Linked DNA regions of Mus musculus: region 1 is linked to region 2. The links are chromatin contacts, called in public promoter capture Hi-C maps. All regions are on one chromosome and are shown on one strand. The core of a region is the stretch at or near the end of the contact, and the rest is flanking DNA. Distances in the headings are between cores, read along the strand shown. Region 1 overlaps Kcnq2 (potassium voltage-gated channel, subfamily Q, member 2). Region 2 has its middle 17 kb from the start of Gm14340.

Region 1 (6,982 bases), core at 1,068-3,567, 320 kb before region 2:
GTGTGGCAGTGATCAGAAGAACCCCTATCACTGAATGGTGTCGTGTGCCCAGCTTCTTTCAAGTAGCAGGCCTTCCTGTAGCCTCATTGATCGAGAATTCAGAGAATCTTATGGAATTTTCCCAAAAGATGGAAATACCTCAGAGAGTTGTGGTTTCCAGAGAAACCTGTGTTTCTCATGGGGCCTGGGTTTGCCCACCTTCTCAGGCCTGCTCAGTTTCTAACCCTCACTGATATCTTAAAGGGCACTGGAGAGAAAGAATAATTGCAGTCTCTTTGCTCTGGTTATGTGTAAATCTTTAAGCATCCTTGCATCTGTAAAGAAATGATGGATTAGCAACTAGCCAGGGAGCATTCTGGGCAGGGTTGCAGATGAGAGCAGAGAAATCTCATTTTTATGGATACCAGCATGAGTCGGACATGTAAAGCCATCTATATGGAGACTTAGAAGGACACACAGCATATCACCAGCCTGGAGAACTTTGACATGGAGACTACTAGGTCCTGGGAATGCACCCAGATGCTGAATGTCTGAAATGACTTGACTCTGGAGTGAATCTGAGGAGTCAGTGACAGTGTCTGATAATACAGCTGGAGCCCAGTGGTAGGGTCTTTAGTGTCTTTCTATGAGCAAAATATACAGGATTTTGTTAATATTCATGATCTTGGATATTACAGGGTGTCCTGGGTGAGGTGTTCTGACTCCCTGTGGGTGAGAAAATGGGGCTGGCGTGGTCCACCACACCACCTAGTGTGAACAGTGAATCCACTACTCACTGTAAGGTTGAATCTAGGGAAATAGATGAGTCCCTAGGACTAAGGGCTCCTTGGAGTACTCTGTGGAGGGTACTAACAGCTGTATTTGAGCATATGCATCCTGAATTGACACATAAAAGGACGGGGAAGGGATGTGGCGTGTGCTCTGAACCATCTGTGCATCCCTGCTGTTGGATGGAAGGGTTGGTCCTGGCCCCGATCCTGGTCATATCCTTTAAAGGCTGACGTGGGCCCCATTTTGGGAGGAGAGTGAGCTCTGATCTGGCAGCTGCTGTTCCCTGGTAAGGCAAAGTTGATAAAGAGCAATGCTTCTTTTCAGGGACCTTGGTGTGTGCCCCATTTCTTACTACAAATAGTGCTGAGCTGGGCCTTGGTGGCCTGTGCCTTTATTCCCAGCACTTGGGAGGTAGAAGCAGGCAGATCTTTATGAGTTTGAGGCCAGCCTGGTCTACAGGGTGAGTTCCAGGACTGTCAGAGCTACACAGAGAAACCCTGTCTCAAAAAAAAAAAAAAAAAAAAAAAAAAAAAAAAAAAAAAAAGCAAAAATAAAACCAACCAAACAACCAAACAAAAACCAACCAAACTGAATACGCTGAATAAAAGCAGACTGTTTTACTATGTAATTACCTATGTGTCCTCCACCCACCAAGTATGCACCTTTGTGCTATAGCTGCTGGGGTGGGGTTAGCAGGGAACTCTTGTTACCCCCTCCGGGGTGAAAGGTGGCAGGGTTTGGGACTAAGGGCTCTGGATGGCCCTGCTTCCATTGATCATCTCCAGAACTAGTTTCCAGACTCCAGTTTCCTTGTTCATAATATGTGAGTGACGTTCCTGGCTGGGTGTGGATTTGAGTCACTAGACACAAAGATTTGTAAGTGCTGATGTTCACTGGCTTGTGATGCCTGAGGTTTTGCAGAGTAAGACGTTATCCAGTGGGATGTGAAAGTCTTGGGACTATGGCTGCCCAGCTGTGAACAGTGTCTCTTAACCTCTGGTTCATCAGCCAATCCTTGGACAAAGCCTCGGGTACAGTCTGTACCTTGATCTTGGCAAGATGATTTGGGCCACCGTTTAACAGGAGACACAGGTTTAGAAGGTTTAGACATGAGTTATGAGTATCAGAAGCTTGCCAGTGGGCCAGCTTCAAGAGTGCCAGCCGTTTTCCTAGAACCATGAGATTTTGTGTTGATTGGCAGTTTAAGATGTCTTCCTCCGTGGAACTGAGTAGCATGCGTGACAGCACCCTAAAGGTTGGGTGTTGAGGAGAGGAATGATTCTGGATGGAAAAATATAGTGTGCAGGTGTTTACCAGTAAGTCCCCCAGGCTGCAGGGGAACTGCTGAGCAAGCCCTGTAGACATCTGGTTTCTACCCAGACGGGGATGAGTTAGTTGGCTTGGCTGAGCCCCCTTCACAGTGAGCACTGTCCTCTGTGTGTGGATGCCTGCCAAGCATGGCCCTTTCCCTTTCATGGCTGGAACTGGGCTTTGCTTTCAGACAACAATTTGCTGACAGCTCCAGGAGCTTCTTCAAACAGCGCCTCACTCACAGTGACGCACCAGGCACCAAGTCGTCATTTGGAGGAGGAAACCCAGTAGCACCTGTCTAACTGCCAACAACAGCAGAAGCAGTTTATCTGATCTGAGATGAAATGCAGGGTGGTGGTGTGGTGGGGTGGTGGTGGTGGTGGTGGGGTGGTGGTGGTGGTAGTGGTGGTGGTGGTGGTTGTAGTGGTGGTGGTGGTGGTGGTGGTGGTGGTGGTAGTGGTGGTGAGTCGACCTGTGATTGTCCCCAAAGATCAGTTTGACAGTGACTCATAGTTGCCATGTGCCTGCCCAGCCTGTATAGCTAGGCCTCCCACTGGAGTCTCTATACGAAGTGAGCTCCTATTTCTGCTTTCTTGCTGACATTTTTTTTTTATAGTTCTCAGAACCCCAGGTGTGTCCCATAAGCTGTGTGCAGATGCTGCACTTCGTGTCAATGCGTCCAGGGCTAGGTCTTTCAAACAACTGTCTAGTGTGGAAATCTGCTCAGGATTACTGCCTTGTGCAGGACAGAGGGCAACAGGAGTCCTCCCGGCATCTGCATGCTCTCTTTTTTATTGTATGTGTGCAGGTTTATGAGTTCATGTGTATAGAGGCCAAAGGTCAACCTTATTTGTTGTCAATCAGGAGCTATATCCATCTTGCTTTTTGAGACAAGGTCTCTCCCTTGAATTTCACTAGGTTGCCTCCTCAGCGCTGGGATAACAAAAGTGTACGTCATGCCTGGCTTTTTAAGTACAAGTACCAGGGATCAAACTCAGGTCCTCATGTGTGTCAAGGACTTTACCAACTGAGCTGTCTCCCAGCTGAGCTGTCTCCCAGTCCCAATTTCATTCTCTCATTCATTCCTGGAACTACCCAAGGCAAGGGACCTAGTGGGCGAGACTCCAGAGGGACACTCTGAGAAGGATTTGAGCTCTTGAGCTATATAACAGGCTGCCCCCATTCATTCCTGCAGAGCAGGTGGTCTTGGTCTGGGAATAGAGACCCACCAAAGGGAAGCTCTCAGAATGTTCCCTGATCATCCATCCCTGTCAATCTACCGTGAGCTAAAGGGAGTGGCTGCTGGGGCCATCAGAGCCTTTGTAGAGGAAAAGAGGATTCTGGGACAGTGGCTTCTCTGCATGAAAAAAGGAGGCAGGCTGTGTTCCAGACACACCCTCGGTTGTCTTTGGGCTCAGCTGGGAGTCTAGCTGGGACAGAATTAGGTCTTACATTTCTTTTCTGATATTGGGAATAATTTTGTGAACGCCCAGCTGGGCTGTTATTCTAGAATGTTCTAGTGGGGGTTGCTTGAAAACAGCATAGATTCCTTAATGATCTCTTTGGTGTCAGCAACCTCCACAGTACCACTTGGGGTGGTATCTGCAAGCTCTACTCGAGATGGCACCCCCTGAGATCTCTCCTTTCCCCTAAGTGGAGGGGCTGTCTTTGCTCCAGGTTCTGCCTGGTCTCTGGCCCCTTCCATCCAAGAGCCACTGGCTTTGTCCTGTACTGGGGACTTTGTAGGGCTGGCGCTACTTTTCTGTGTTGACTTGGAAAGACACTGGCTGGGGAGTACGAGGGAGGGGACAACTTCTTCAGGGGCCCCAGGTTTGGGAAGCAAGGTAGAAATGAAACATTTTTGGGAAGCCTGTGCAGAAGAAGCTGTGTTGATGGAAGGTGCCGTGAGTGTGGGGGGCTCTGAGCCGGATGTAGTGGTGGTGAGCGATACCTGGAAGAGGCACATCAAGGGTGTCTGGAGCACCAGGGTCGATGGGAGACTATTTGGATGCTCCATTCATTTTTGTCTGTTTATTTTCTGAAAATTTTATACGTAGATACCAGGTGTCTTGGTCATATCCATCCCTATTCCCCCTGTTTCCCTCCTCAACTGTCTTCTCTATTTCATGTCATCTCTTTTTATTTTGTCTTCAATTTTTAGATTTATTTTTACCTTATTTTATGAAAAGGTCTTACCACGTAACCCTGGCTTGCCTAGACCTTGATATGTATACCAGGTTGGTCTCAAACTCATAGAAATCTGCCTGCCTGTACCTCCCCAGTGGTGGGCACCACCACACCTGGCTTTTTTATTTTTATTTTTTAGAATACACTGAATCCAATTAGTATGGCCTTTAACACATGGGTGTGGGGTTATCCACCAGGGCATGGACAACCTACCAGTTCTCACCCTCCAAAGACAAGTGACTCCCCACGCTGGCCTTCTTCTCTCTAGTCAGCTGTGTCTCCTGGCTTCTCTCTCCTTGAGATGTTATTTATGCACATTCCTGGGGTGCATTGTAGACCACCATGGAATCTATAATGGCCATACACTTGCAACCTGCACCTTGCCAGTTCTGATGTTTTTCACTGCTGGGTGTCGGGGAGATGCCCAGGCCCCACTTTCAGGCCCACTGCCGGGAGCACGTCCTAATGGGTGAGAAGTGTTCCTTGCTGATGGAAATGAAGGACATATCTGAGATCTGACCACTGCTAGCATTGCTGCTGTGAGGTTCCCAGATTTCTTAGCACACACCTCTGAGCTGTAGAAGATATTGCAAGAAGCTTTTTGACGACTGCAAAAAAATGTCCTCATCCAGAACACTATTTCTCCTCAGGCTAGATACACAGATATCACTGCTTGCTGTTCATTACATTTGTAGAAAGCCTCTGGAGGGAGAAAGCCTGTAGAGCAAGGGTCTGGGACCATGCCTGCCACCCCTCCTATTCAGGTGGCCAGCAGAGAAGAAGGCCTACTATTCTTGGGGAGGAGGAGGTAGGAGTTTCTGTATTCCTGGAATTGGGAAGGGACAAGAGAAGGTGGGGGTGCCTCTGTGGTGCTGACCATGGTCCTGGACTCAAGTGCACAGCGGTATTTCCTTGTGAGCAGCGGAAAAGCTGCACGGTGTGATTGTTGCCCCTGCCTTCTCACAAGATGAGGCTTGGGTTACCTTTGTTAGCCTTGGAAGGGGCAAGCGCTTGGGGAGTTATTTCTAGAGGGTTCTAGGGATTGTAGGACAAAGACACAGGTAGGTTTCCTTCTTCTTGGGTCAGCATGGAAAAACAAACAAACAAACAAACAAACCCTTCTCCATGATGGTGCTCCATGACACCTTGTTAAATTACCCAAGTGCTGAATTCTAGCATGCAGAAGGAAATTGCGTGGGCAGACAGCTCTGCAGGCTCTGGTGTGACCAGCTTGCTTTGTCTCTTACAGAAGCACTTGGTTATGGGTAGTGTTTCTTTTTATTACATGCCCAGTGCAGGAAGTTGAGGAAACGCTGGAAAACAAGAGGTGTGTTTGTGCCTCCTGCTGATTTCCATAGCTCTGTGGGATTTTCTTACAGATCAGCTGTTCTGCGATGTGTCTTCTCCTATGGACCATTGGAACTCCATCTAGTTCACATGGGAACACTCAGTTTAGGATATTGTCTGAGTCAGTATCCTGTATGCCTGTATGTCCACACATACCTCTGTTCACAGGAATGTCCTGTTCAGGAGGGCCATTTCTGTAGGATGTACTTCTGATTGTGGCCTTGTCTCGTGTTATGTTCATCCAGATCATTAGGAAAGCTGGTGAGTAGCAAGGGTAGCCCAAGAGAGGCTCATATCAGGAAAAGGTCCTGTTTGAGGGGTGAGCTTTCCATCATTGGCTGTACACGGCTGGGAGAGAGTATTTAGAAATGATCAGGAATTAACGCTGTGAGCTTTGGGGCCAGCTCAGGAGCACAGCTTGGGCAGGAGGCATGGGCATGCCTGTCCATCAAATGTGGGATAGTGGGTGGGGAGGCCTGTGTGAGCTACTCTGTCAGGAGATCCATTGTTGGGGGTACTCTGAGCACCTGATGGGCCTCCTGAGCCATGAAAGAAAATGGAGATTCATACTCAGGAGGAGAGAGGTTCCATGGTGAGCTTTCATCCCAGCAGTCAGGGAGAAGTGTTTTGTCTTGTCTTTTCTTTTCTCTCCTTTTTTTTGGAAGTGTTTCTTTCACTAGGGCTCCTATATATTAGCTTTCAAAGCTGCAAGGTGGGGCCTATAGGGGGAGGAGGCCAGGTTAAGTCCAGGAATATCTGTGTTGGAGGTTGTGTACCAGGTAACAGCAGAGGAGGTAGGGGACTGGTACTCTGGACAGCATCATCTCAGTGATGGAAGAGGGCATGTCCTGGAAGGGATGGTACCCAGCCCACAGTTGTTGAGGACTTTTCATGAGCTGGAAACACCATATCTATACTCAAGCCTTCCCAGAGAGACTGAGCTGGTCTTGCCCCAGAGACCTCAGAGAACACCCTTCATCTTTCTCTCCGTTTTCTCAGAATGGCCCCATGGACCCAGTGCTCATGGGCTGGAGAGTCTCTGGGTACACTGTATGCAGGCTGTTTTGCAAAGATACTCCAAGGCATAGAGGAAGCATTGCTTACAGCATAGATATAATGACCCTTGAGAAATAGTTTACTCTGCCAGGAGGTCTATTGTCTTTTAAAATTGAGATGAAATTCTCCCAGCATAACCCTAGCCGTTTGGAGTAAATAAATTAATGGTAGTTTTTATAAGTACCCTGTAGCCATCAGTAAGTACTCTGTAGCATCAAGGACACCTGTCTCTATGGGCAGTTCTCCACAGGGTTCCTTTCCAGTTCCTGGTCCTCACTGATATCTTCCTGTCTGTGATAGGTTTGTTCTT
Region 2 (6,415 bases), core at 3,913-6,412:
CCAGGGTGAATATCACAAACCCAGTTGGTGGTGGAAGCTGTGGACTCTAAATTTTGAAAACTGAATATGCTCAAGAAATGGTTCTGAATGAGACAATGTCTCTGGTTATACCACTAGATGGCTGTATATTTAGGAACCCAGATAAAGTATTTAAAAAACGTTTCTTCTAGCTGCTAAATTCAGCAACATCAAACATCGAGGGAACACCAAGGAAACAGCATTAATGTCTAGTTTCCAGGACTGGAAGTCCTCCCTGCCCAGTGGCCAGCCCTGGGAGTCCTCACTGCCCAGTGGCCAACCCTGGAAGTCCTCTCTGCCCAGTGCATCCATGAAAGTCCTCCCTGCCTAATGACCAGCCCTGGGAGTCCTCCCTGCCCAGTGCAGACCTGGGATCTCCCTTCTGCTTAATAGAAAGCTGAGGCACATACAGGCTGACAGCCACTGAGCAGTAAATGATGTAGGTCCTTGACTTCACTGAGTTTAGGTGGCAGAGTTCCTTAAAACTAGCTTGGCTACCTCACTGGTCTTCCAGAAACTTCTGTTCCTACTCCCACCTCACCTCTCTGGTCACTAGGAGGCCAGCCTTGATGTCTCTGCTTAGGGGTATAGAAGCCGGTTAAAGCCTCTGGGCCTACAGTCCCGATGTCTTCCACTATGACTGGGGTTCCCTCTTAGTTTCTACCAATGGACCATCTGTGGGATGGTTGAGCTGTTTATTCCCAGAAATAAAGTAAAACACCTGGGAGACACCTCACAGTGCCGAACTTGACTACCACTTCTTAGAGAAGATGCCAAAGGCATAGATAACAAAACACACAAATTCTGTTTCCAGTCAGACATTGTGTGCACAGGCCTTTACACTGGTAATCCCAGTACCAAAGAGACTGAAGTGGGAGGGTTAGCCAGGCTACATAGTGAGACACCAGCGCAAGAAAAATAAAAACATAAAAAGATGCTATCAACATGACAAAAGGAGAGCCACATCTTCCACGTTATAGGAACAGTGATAGCCTAGAAAGAACTTGAATCGACACAGTGGGGGGAAAGCTCACGAAAAGATGCTTGTCCCTCACCCTTAAGAAATGCACCCAAAGCCATTATAAGATGTGACCTCCACCCTCAAAGATGGTGACCACCAGAAGTCTGGAGATGTGCCCGGGTACCACTAGCAAAGATGTAAAACGGTATAGTCACTGTGGAAGGCAGTCTGGAGGCTCTCCCCCACCAAACCAAAAAATATAAAAATGGACACTTCAGGGTAGGACTGGAAACAACTGAGAGCAAGGTCTCGAGGAAGTGTTCTCAAGCTTCAGCTCCTATCAGCACACAAAAGCCAAATGTGGGAGCAGTGAAAAGGCAGGGCTCCGCAGGCAAGTGAATGCAAAAGCAAAATGGGCTCTATCCACACAATGGGAGATGATTCAGTCTCAGAAAGGGAGTTCTGAGACCCGCTGCAATCGGCATAAACCCGAGATCATTATGCTGAGTGAGGTAAGCCAGCCACAGGAGGATAAGTGCAGTCTGAGTCCTACGTGGGAGGCCCCCAGAGTGGTCAGATTCATAAAGCCAGTGTAGAGTGGTGGATTCCAGTGTCTGACTGCAGATTTGAGGGTTGGGAGACAGTCTCAGTTTGGGAAAGCAGGAGTCTGGAGGCGTGCGTACCATTTGGATCATCCTACGAATGAACCCGGCAGCACTGAGCTAGGGTGGTTCTAGGAATCCCAGAGCTTCCGGCAACCCCCTGGACCCTCAGTTACCGTCCAGATGCTGCTCATTTCCTCTTCACAAAGGCCCCCAACCTACTGTAGGCACCTCTGCCAGGCTGTCTGCAAAGGACCACAGAGGGCAGAGTAGCCTGTCATGAGGCATGACTGCCTGGCCAGACTGGGCTATGTCTCAGGCCAAAGTGCCCCTCACCACCATACATGATCTCACCCTGGGCTGATGCATTCACCTGCTCCAGGAAATTTTACAAGCAGCTCAGACCCCACTTTCCCCCAGAGCCCTGAAGCAGGAAGTGGAGGAGGGGCAAGAACCCACACGGTGTGATGTACCCCACCTGACTTGGTTATCTGTGCTGCTACATGGTTGGGACCTGAAAACAGAACAAGGGGACTCCAGATTATTTCTCCAGTGGCCCAGGGAAGGGGAAGAGTGAACAGATTGTGACTGTCTGTCCGTCTGTCCATCCATCCATCCATCCATCCATCTCTCCAAACAAGTGTAAGCCACGAGTCACTTGGAAAGCAATAATTCATCCTTTGTGAATGTGCTCAGTGGCTCCCCTGAGGAGTCTGAGAGAAGAAGGTCACTGGCTGTCCACTGACTGTGGTGGACTCAGCTTCCCAACTTAAGATCCCAACTGGTCTTTTAAATCACCTCTGTCCCAAGCTATCAAAAGCTATGACCTTCCTACACTTCACAAATGCCATCCGGAAGAAGCCCCTGCCATGCTTCTTTCCACTGTGAGCTCAGATGATCTCATCAAGCTTTCGAGGATCAAAGCCCCTTAACGATGCAAGAATTAATTGGAGCTTAAGAGCTGGACTACCTCTAGAACATTCATGGGGTGTTCATTGGCATGCTGAAGAGATCATACAGTCAGACCTGATGTCATTGGCCCACACACACACCTTCACAGCATGCCACCCACAGACATGGCCCCATTTTCCCTAACCAAATGAGCTAGCCCTAGCTCCATCAGGTGAGCCTTTAAAGTCAATACCCACATCAGCAGAGGAAAGCGGGAGATATAGCAGGAAAACCTAGGCCAGCTTGATGATGATCAAGCAGTACAAAGGCTCTGAAGGAATGACATCAGGCTGCCTGTGATCTCAACACCTATCTATCTATCTATCTATCTATCTATCTATCTATCTATCTATCTATCTATCTATCTATCTATCTATTTGTCTGTCTGTCTATCTATCTATCTATCTATCTATCTATCTATCTATCTATTTGTCTGTCTGTCTATCTATCTATCTATCTATCTATCTATCTATCTATCTATCTATCTATCTATCTATCTATCTATGTATAGCCCTGGATGTCCTGGACCTCATGCTGTAGACCAGACTGCCCTTGAACTCAGAGATCCACCTGCCCCTGCTTCCCAAGTGCTGGGATTAAAAGCATGTTTGATCACAGCCTGGCTCCAGTAACACATTCTTAAAGTCTTTTTCCGGGAACCAGATGAAAGTAGGGGCCACTAATATCAAGAATATCCTCATTGGAGCAGAACCCACCCAGAAAGAAAGACCAGGACAGTGTTTCCATAAGCTGCAAAAGTTTGCCTTGTTTTTTTTTAATGCCTTTTAGACATATAAAAATAGCTTTGTCAGGAACCCCAGTATATCCAAGGCTGCACCTGATAACCTGAACCCAGTGGTGTTGATTATTCAAGGTAACCAGACACAGTCCTAGAACCCCATGTTGCCCACTGGACATTATATAAGAGAGACCAAAAGCAATGCTCTGTTCTGCACATTTGGAGAGATGCCACCTTGATCTGCCCTGTGGCTGAAGAGTCTCTCCCAGGATCTTGACCCTCAAATCAGGAACTACTGTTAGAGACTGGACCTGACCTTCAGCTAAGAGGAAAGCAGCCTTGGGAAGAACCACAGTTAGGAATTCAGAGTGTGAACATTGTGTGATGACCCTCAGCATAAAATATAACTTTAGTTATACTGAGTGTGTCCTTCTTGCTCACCACACCCCAGGTGCACACACTTGTTGCATCCGTACTCAAGACTGTGTCTGTCCTGGAGGAGGGAAGCATACCTCCGTCTGAACAACTGAATCACTTTGGTCTGGCTCCACACCCTCCCTAAAACAGTTTCTGCCTAAGAGGAAAGGAGTTGAGCACAGTAGGCACATGAATGCCCTCCTGCTCTCTAAAACCTTGTAGATGCATACCTAGCTTCAACACCAAGGTGTGGACGAGCCTATCGGTTCCATTTTCAGTTACAATGGAGAGGGTACCACCACCAGTGGTGGTCCTGACATGGGGTGTGGTCTACTGAATTTCTTGTGGAAAACAAGGGAGGCTGAGGATGTAGACAGGTCACTAAGCTGGCCACAGCCTGGTTTCTGTGGCTCAATTCTAACAGTCTGGCCTCCCACACTAGGGACCCCAGGACCAGGCCCTGCCAATGTGTATAAGGATATGCACAGAGTATGTGCACACAGCATAGACATGCATGCATATGTGTGCACACAGCACTCTGTCCTCACTCCCAAAGGTCCATGAGGGCTGGGACACAGACAAGGGTTGGGTCCAAGCCCATATTTCAGGTAGCTTCCAGGTCCTGATAAGCTGTACAAGAACTCTGTCCCAATCATGATGTCAAGCATAGTCAGAATGTTAGAGCCATTGGCATCCTCATGAGAACATGCTTAGTGTGGGTAACCAATGACGTCCTTGAGCTGGACAACGCTATGGGATGTTTTCTCTTCCGGTAATGATGGAGGTCAAACACAAGGCACAGGAAAAAAACTTCAGAGAATAAATGAGCCAGAGACTGAAGTCAAAGGAAACATTGTAGCTATAGCCTTGTAACATTGTAGCTATAGCCTTGCAAGATGGCTTGGGCAGGTGCAGAGCTGGAATCCTGGTTTTAAAAACCACCAATACTTCCTTCAAGGGGTCAGAAAGATACACGTCCCTGCTGGTGTGTGTTGAATGAATGAATGATTGTGTGGATGAACCAGTGTACAAATGAGTATGTGAACAAATTAGTGAATGAATGAATCACTGAGCCAGTAGATAAAGGAGAGAGTGAGAACTGGGAATCCTAACGGCTGATTCCATTTTGGGCTCATCATGATCTGAGGCCAAGGATGGACAGAGACCTTGTCTTCAGAGACTGGGGCTAGTAATGAGCTCTCTACCAGCCAAAGGTAGGACCCTCCCATGTGCCAGGCCCACTGCTGTTATGGTGATGATCTTTCTCATCCATGTAAGCACAACAGTTAATGGCGATCACCCACCTGTGATCATTCCTTACAGGGCTTTGGGGAACACACAAAGACCCCAAAATTTAGGGCATAACTTCTCTCCAGGCTCACAAATCCCTTCCTCAAAGCCAGCATCTGGCCCACTGCTGCCCTCTGCTGACTAGCCTAGCCCAGAAAGGAAAGGGAGGGGACCACAGAACCCATCTAGGGCAGCATCAGATCCCTTGCTTCATGAGTCAGTTGCTAGGGTGACAGACAGCCTGAAGGGCCCTCAAGTAGGCAGGGAATGCCATCATCCTTCTTCCACAGGAGCCAAATTCCTCACACTAGGCCTCCTTAGAACAGCCCATGTGACCACACCCCCACCCCCACCCCCAGGCCTAGGGAAGGAGAAAACACACACAAAAGGCTATGCCACCCACTGCCCAGGGACGACGGGCACCTAGCACTTAGACACTGGCCCTGCTAGAGATGTAGGTCTTTATTCTCACATCACTAGCCAAGGCCCCCAAAGTACTCTTGCAGGCCATAGCCCTATAAACAAGACATGGAGGGTACCTCTGTCACTTGTGTTCCTGGAATCTGTGGGTTTAACCAAGAGCAGGGGTAGGGGGCTCCTCCATGGGGCCCAACACCTCAGGCTTGTCTCGAGTTGCTGGTGCAGGAGGCCGTTAAAGAAGGAGAGGCAGCTGACCCTGGCCACAAGCTGTATGAAGTCAATAGTTGGGGCCCAGTGGCTCAGCCTTCCCCAGAACTGAGCATTCAACTTCCAAGGACCAGCCACTGCTGGCAAACTCCACGATCTGCTGCTCACAACCTTAGGGAAAACACTAGCCACATGTGGAGCCTCATTGTAAGCCATCAATGACCACCAACTTGCCAGGCAGTGGCTGTACCTGCCCCATCAGTTGCCACCAGGATATGGGCAGGGAACAAACACCAGAGAGACAGGGCCTGTTGGTACTCACCTGGTCTACCAGGGGGCCAGAGCTTCCAGCAAAGTGAGACCATGACCATGACTCTGTGCTGGTAGCTGCCACCCTGAGGACTAAAAAAGCCCCTAATTCAGGGACCACCCCACAGTGGGAAGCTCACGGAGATTTCCCTTAGAGTCATTTGTTTCTTCAACAAGCTTACACCAGCCATCACTTCATGTAAACAAACACAGCCACTGATTCTAAATGAAGCTGTTTGCGTGTGAATTAATACATCATATTCTCTCCCGAAACAGAATTATTTGTCTCTGGAGGAATCAGGTTAAGTCTGGAGTGTGGGGAGGGGGTGCCTAGCTGTGTCATTTGCATATGCAAATTATTCCGCTCTCAATTAAAGGCTTGTGTGTCAGCAAATGAGACTAATTAGATTTATTTATCTATGATAATCAGCTTTTCACAAACAAAATAGATCACCCTTTCAACGATGCTGGACAAAGCATACACTAGGGAGGACCTGCCTG

What was found. Promoter capture Hi-C pulls out the DNA fragments that hold promoters and counts their contacts.
Region 1: a promoter capture Hi-C map of hippocampal neurons shows a contact between it and region 2, with 4 times the contacts expected there. The contact joins two enhancer-like sites. A contact is called at or near these places in 7 of 39 promoter capture datasets (the HPC-7 cell line, embryonic stem cells, hippocampal neurons and 2 more).

The regions. Positions count from the first base shown.
Region 1 is chr2:181,124,431-181,131,412 of GRCm38.p6, reverse strand. All of the region lies in intron 1 of Kcnq2 (potassium voltage-gated channel, subfamily Q, member 2), which reads left to right. Among named protein-coding and RNA genes, the nearest start is that of Kcnq2, 7.4 kb to the left of the region's middle. Within about 2 kb of position 2,317, at least 12 of the 459 cell types and tissues checked have an H3K27ac peak or open chromatin away from gene starts, as enhancers often do. A contact at or near this core is called in hippocampal neurons, where this site is marked.
Region 2 is chr2:180,804,903-180,811,317 of GRCm38.p6, reverse strand. No RefSeq gene overlaps it. Among named protein-coding and RNA genes, the nearest start is that of Gm14340, 17 kb to the left of the region's middle. Within about 2 kb of position 5,162, at least 21 of the 459 cell types and tissues checked have an H3K27ac peak or open chromatin away from gene starts, as enhancers often do. A contact at or near this core is called in hippocampal neurons, where this site is marked.